2 separate regions of the Macaca mulatta genome follow, and region 2 is linked to region 1. The links are chromatin contacts, called in public Hi-C maps. All regions are on one chromosome and are shown on one strand. Each heading gives the region's core, a stretch centred on a gene start, on an enhancer-like site or on the middle of the called end of the contact. The rest is flanking DNA. Distances are from core to core; before and after follow the strand shown.

Region 1 (2,743 bases), core at 171-2,670:
AACATTCCCCTACTGTTGGGCCTTTAAAGTGTCTAACTTTCCTATGCAATACACATTGTGGTGCTGAGCAACTTTTTGCATACATATTTTTCTGGCAGCTTTTTTAAGAAAAACTCCAGAAAATTGATTACTGGGTCAAATAATAAGAACCTTTTTGAAACTTTTGATTATATATTACCAGATGGCTTTCAGAGAGATTATATCAGTGTTCAAGGCCACCAGTAATGTGTGTGCACACGTACGTGTGTGTGTGTCTCCCATCTCACTAACTATACCCTTGCCACCTGCATTAGTGTTTGTTTTTTTGTTTTTTAGTCTTTGCTATTTTGATAGGTAAACCTGGTTATCTCTGTTCTCTTTTTAGTTCTATGGATTCTGTGTGAGGTGAAGAGGCCAAGTTTTTTTAAGTTTGTTCAGGGAACAGTAGACAGGGATCAATGGAAGTGGCACCAGATGCAGGTGGAGCACAGGGTTCAAAGTCCAGAATCCAGCGTGGGGAGAGAAGAGGCAGGCAGAGTTTGGGAAGGAACTCTGCTGTGGGGGTGGTGAGAACTGGGAGGAGCCAGACAAACAGCATTAGAACAACTGGGTTTGGGGGGCAAAGGCCTCCCACAAGAGGGAAAATAGGGAAGAGATTAATTCCTGCTAATGCATTTAATTATATTCAGTGAAGTCTTAGGGACTTCCCTCCACAAGTTCCCTTTAGGTCGGATTTTCTACCCCTTGGCAGTGGGGATGCTTGTTGGATAGGATGTCTGCAGACCCCAGAACGGCTGTAAGTGAATCAACCTGTGAGTGTCAATAGAGAACCAAGGCCAAGGCTAAAGCAATGGTAATAATAAAAAAGTGCTAACTACAGGCCAGGCACAGTTCTAAGCAGTTAACTTACATTAACTCATTCATCTTAACCACCATATAAAGCAGGTACTCTTACACTCATTTTACGGAAGAAACAGAAGCACAGAGAAGTTAGGTAACTTGTCCAGTATCAGGAAGTAGGTGAAATCTGGATTTGAACGCAGACATTCTGGCTAGAGTTAAAGCTCTTAACCACCAAATACAGAAATGTGGGAAGGGGAGCCAGAATTGCAGGGCACAGCCTCCTACCTATGCCGGCCGGAAGAAAACAGACGACCAGGTGAGATTGCAGGGGCAGGACTTCTGCTTAAAATGAATCCTGGGACGATAACAACAGCTACCTTTCATTGGGCCCTGACTTCGTGCCAGGCACTAGGTAAAGGGACTTTACGTTTAATCTTCACAGTAACCCCTTTGAGTGAGGTACTGTCATTACCCCATCTTACGGATGAGGAAGCTGACGCACGAAACTGCCCCAAGATCAAGGGTCAGCTCAGGCCAGCCCTACCGCGGTGTGGCGGCTGCCCACGTGGCGCCCAGGAAGAGAAAAAAATGGCGAGGCGGGGTCGGCAGGCGGAGGCGGGGCCAGGCGGGGGCGGGGCCAAGGGCCGCAGAGCCTGGCGCGGAGCCGGCGAGATTTTCGTGGGGTCGCACCTGTTGCGTGACTCCCCCACAGTCCGGCCGCGGGAGTCCGACCCTGAATGCCCAGGGAGTGTTGCGAGAAACCTGGACGAGTTCCGGGTCCCGCTCCCTTGGGAGCACGTGGCCTACCCGTCTCTCGATTGCGATTGCGGGGTTGGGTGGTCGCGACACCGGGGTCGCCTTGAGGCCAGTCTGGCTGCCGAGATCTGCGGGAGTCCACCTCCGGCCAGCTGGCAATTTTGAAAGACTGCCTTACTTTCCCCATCTCAGTGCCAGGGCAGGGGCCCTTGGAGTGACTTGGCCGGAGTCTGGGGCCCGACCACCCTGCCCTCTCTCAGGACCCGGGCTTTCTGCTGTGCAGACCCTCGTGGGCAGCCTCCCCTCGGAACTCGGACACCATGGCTTCAGGTGAGTGTGTGTACGTGTGTTGGAGGGAGGGTCTCTGGGACAGAGAAGTGCTGTGGCCAGGGTGACAAGAGGGTGGGAGTCACAGCACAGCGGCAGGACGTAGGGAAGGCGGTCAGCTCTTCCTACGAGGGCCTGGGGAGCAGAGCCAGAGTGTGCAGAGCCAGAGGAAAAATCCGAAGAGGCTAGGGTCTCTGTCCCAGACCCCCAGACAAGGGGGTCTCCTGGCCTTCCTGCCTTCCTAGGAGGTAGCTATTTGGCGACGGTGGAATTTTCCCAAGACAGGCCCCTCCCTCCTGGGCTGGGATTCTCGGTTCTTCCCCCTCCTCCCAGAGCTGAGCTACCCCCGGAGCTGAGGGTCAGATGTGGAAGGAAAGTGGGTGCTGGGTTTTCACGGAGTATGCCAGCCCTGCCCCGGGAGGACTGTGTTTGAGCTTGGACTCACTCGCTGCTGAATTCCTATTTGTTATTCTTTTTTCTTCCAGACTAGCTGGAAGGACCAGCTAGCCTGGACTTTGGCTTCTTTGCCCTGGAGCCCTGGCATAATGGGGTGAGGGCTCTTGGTGGGTTAGTGGAGAGCTGGGGGCTGGCCCTTCCCCATCTTCTTTTCTACCCACTCCCTCCCCCGCCCCCCGCCAAGCCCAGCCACCATCAGTCACGTCACTCCTGGGACTGAGGAGGGAGGGGAGGGATAGGGGGCAGAGATGGAGGCCCCACTCCCCGAGGTTGCCTAGACAACATGAGAAATCGTGGCCGGGGCCTCTTCCGCCTGCGGAGCCGCTGCTTCCTGCATCAGTCACTCCCGCTGGGGGCGGGGCGGAGGAAGGGGTTGGATGTG
Region 2 (2,966 bases), core at 199-2,698, 73 kb before region 1:
GCCTACTTCCTCACCTGTAAAAATGGGGATCTTTATTACCTACCTCACAGGGTTGTTGTGAGGATTAAGAGATGGGATGTGGAAGCACCTAGCCATATCTGGCAAATAGGTACTCAATAAATATTGGTTTTACTTCCCTTTCCTCTTGCCCTTTTTCCCCAAAAGTATTGATAATGGAAAAGCGGTCCCTTTCATTCTAACAGTCATTTGGGAATGACTGGGGGACTATTCAAACCTTGAAGAATTGGCATTGCTAAGAGTTATGGTGGACGAGGCTTTTTAAAGTGGCTCTAATCCTCTAATTAAATCCTTCTAATTAATGAATCATCACTATATAGCCCTCTCTGTTGGGACCTTACATTCTCAAGTTCAGATTCTATTAGAGAAAGAAAGTAATTTACAATCACAGGGAAAGGTTTTAGGGACTGAGTTCCCTTCCCTAGAATGTATAGTAATTATGGGCTTATTTGCCTGAAAAGTTCATTTACGACTACCTTCACGCAGTATCCAGGGTTATTAGTGAAAGATGCTATCGGCCTGGGGCTTTCACAGTGGACTTAAGTTTCAGGTGAGAATAGGGCTGAGAGGCAAATTTTACTAGAATTTCTCCTTTTGTATGTAATCGCAACAGGAAATTTTAATAGGAGATTCACAGGATGCATTGGTTTGTTTCAGGGTGTGGAACTGAAGTTGACTTATCTTGGTTTTAGTTCTAAGACCCTAAGGTAGGAAGATATGAATTATACTGGAGAGAAGGGCAGCATGGAAATTTTATGGAGGAACTACAGGCTTAACTTTAAGGTCATCGAGTATCTGCTAGTGATTTCATGTGGCCTTTTGCCAACATAGGAGTTAAGCAAATCTCAAGCCCACAAAAAAACGTGAAAGGTATAAGGACCAGGGGACATTTTGAGAGGAGTCAGTGGGCCAGAGAGGGCAAAAAGATATTGCTAAGGTCCTGAACACAGTCGGTGTTACGGTCTCAGATGTGAGACGTGAACGGCGCCCAGGCCGGGCAGCTTGTTCCCATTCCATTGATCCGATACAACCCCAACAGAGGCAGTGTCCCAAACTTGGGTAGGGGCCCCGAGTCTCCAGAGCAAGAGATCAAAGGAGTTTTCTAACAGCAGAGAAATTATCAGCAGAAATTCCCGCGCGGGATGTAGGCTTTAATTTAGACATCTCCGCCCCAAAACTGGCATTTTGAACGCGGGAGGGCATTATTTGTTGGAGGCCCCGGTTTTTCTCCATTTATCCAAATCAGGTAGCCGAAAGGTAAATGAGGCTTCAAGTTGGACGGCGGGCAGTGAACTTAACAGAACCTCGAAACTATAGATCCGCCGCCCAACCTAGCCGCCAGGTCCCCGTGACTTCCGCTTTCGGTCTCAACTCCTCTCCCCGAGGAGAGTGGTTTAAACAGTGAAGGCTGCGGGGCGTCGCCGGAAGTGTCGTAAACGCCGGATATCCGGTTCTTCAGGGCGCTAAGGGAGCTGACGGAGAGGGCCGCCGCCCAGCAGTAGACGCTACCTTAACCTGCCGAGCCGCAGTTCCCGCGGTGTGTGAGTGAGCCCGGGCAGGTGTCCCCTCTTCCGCCGCCGCCATGGGCTGCACGTTGAGCGCCGAAGACAAGGCGGCAGTGGAGCGAAGCAAGATGATCGACCGCAACTTACGGGAGGACGGGGAAAAAGCGGCCAAAGAAGTGAAGCTGCTGCTACTCGGTGAGGGGCTGGAGGCGGGGACTGAGTGGTGGTCGGGAGAGCCTAGGCGCTTGGAAGGCCTGAACGGGGTCTAGTCGGGCCGACGAAAAGGACTCTAAAGGGATCTGGAGGGCGTGCCGGGTGTGGGGCGGGGTGTTGGGGTTCATAGCTGAGGCCCCAGAGGGCGTGATGAGGGGGGTGGGGTTTTGGGGTTGCGGGAATTAGGCTATAGAGGGTGTGACTCCGGACTGGAATTGCGTTTAGCAGAGAGACTTGGGAGTATGGGCAGGTAGGATATTGAGGGAGTAGGAATATGGGAAAAGCTCATAAAGGAAGAGTTGATACTCGGGAAGGTTTTACATTGGGTTGGAGCGTGTTGGTAATGGTTTGTGAGATTGGAGCGTCGTGGTTCTTTGGCAGGATAAAGCTAGGAGGCTTGAATGGATGGTATAGAGACTGGAACAGAATGGTCACATAAGGACGTTGACATTTGTTAATGAGAGAGCCTTTTGAACTGTTGGAGGAACCCTGGATTATCCAGGAACATGAAGGTAGGTAGACGAGATAAATGACAAATTATCAAGTATAAAGGAAAAGAGTTTGGGTGCAGAGGCCATCTCTACCTTTCCACCGCTTTCTATCATTTTTATTTTCAAGGTTTTATAACGCCTTCTGTTTTTATAAAAGGATCGGAAATGGTGTGAGCTAAAGAAATTTAAAGAATGATTTGTTTGAGGTTTGTAGCAGAAGATATAGTGAACAAGAGATTACACATTGGAGAGTGCTGAACAGTTGCTATAGATGATGTGCAGTTGGAATAGTTACCTTAGGATAAGTTACAGAGTTGGACATATTTACTGTAAAGACTGTGGTAGACTTCTGGTGGCTGTTGTATCCATTTTGGCCTCTTCAAAGCAAAACCATTGGTTTCAGGAATTACTGTTTATATTATCTGATAGTCGTTTTAAGTGGCTTTTTTTGTGCAGTCGGATGTGTTTTACTCAACATGAGTTTTAAAATTTTTGAGAGGCTCAGTAAATCATACAAAGAATCCTGGCATTAGCTTACTAATAAATCAAGCCACATTTCATTATTAGTATTTTCTAGGGTAGTATTTCCATTAGAGATGAATAAGTAGGAGTAGGGGTTTCTGTAAGCAATAGAAATTTACTTTTTAAAACAATTGATTTTTGAGGAAAAGGAGTCACTTTAGGGGAAGTGCTAAATTTTCGTGGTATAAAGCTCCAGAGAACAGAATGTACCATTGTA

Evidence for each region. A called contact is a pair of places that touch in the nucleus more often than the background predicts.
Region 2: a Hi-C map of fetal cortex germinal zone shows a contact between it and region 1, with 2.0 times the contacts expected there. The contact joins the promoter of GNAI3 here to the promoter of GNAT2 in region 1. A contact is called at or near these places in 8 of 14 Hi-C or Micro-C datasets (CD4 T cells, blood, cortical neurons and 4 more).

What each region holds. Positions count from the first base shown.
Region 1 is chr1:130,583,969-130,586,711 of T2T-MMU8v2.0, reverse strand. GNAT2 (G protein subunit alpha transducin 2) reads right to left here and starts at 1,420. Exons shown (of 9, transcript XM_015147829.3): 1 at 1,108-1,420. AMPD2 (adenosine monophosphate deaminase 2) reads left to right here and starts at 1,462. Exons shown (of 19, transcript XM_077951953.1): 1 at 1,462-1,908; 2 at 2,391-2,743. The coding sequence starts at 2,645.
Region 2 is chr1:130,656,418-130,659,383 of T2T-MMU8v2.0, reverse strand. It overlaps GNAI3 (G protein subunit alpha i3), which reads left to right and starts at 1,448. Exons shown (of 9, transcript NM_001265973.1): 1 at 1,448-1,718. The coding sequence starts at 1,601. GPR61 (G protein-coupled receptor 61) reads left to right here. Exons shown (of 3, transcript XM_028830637.2): 3 at 1-137.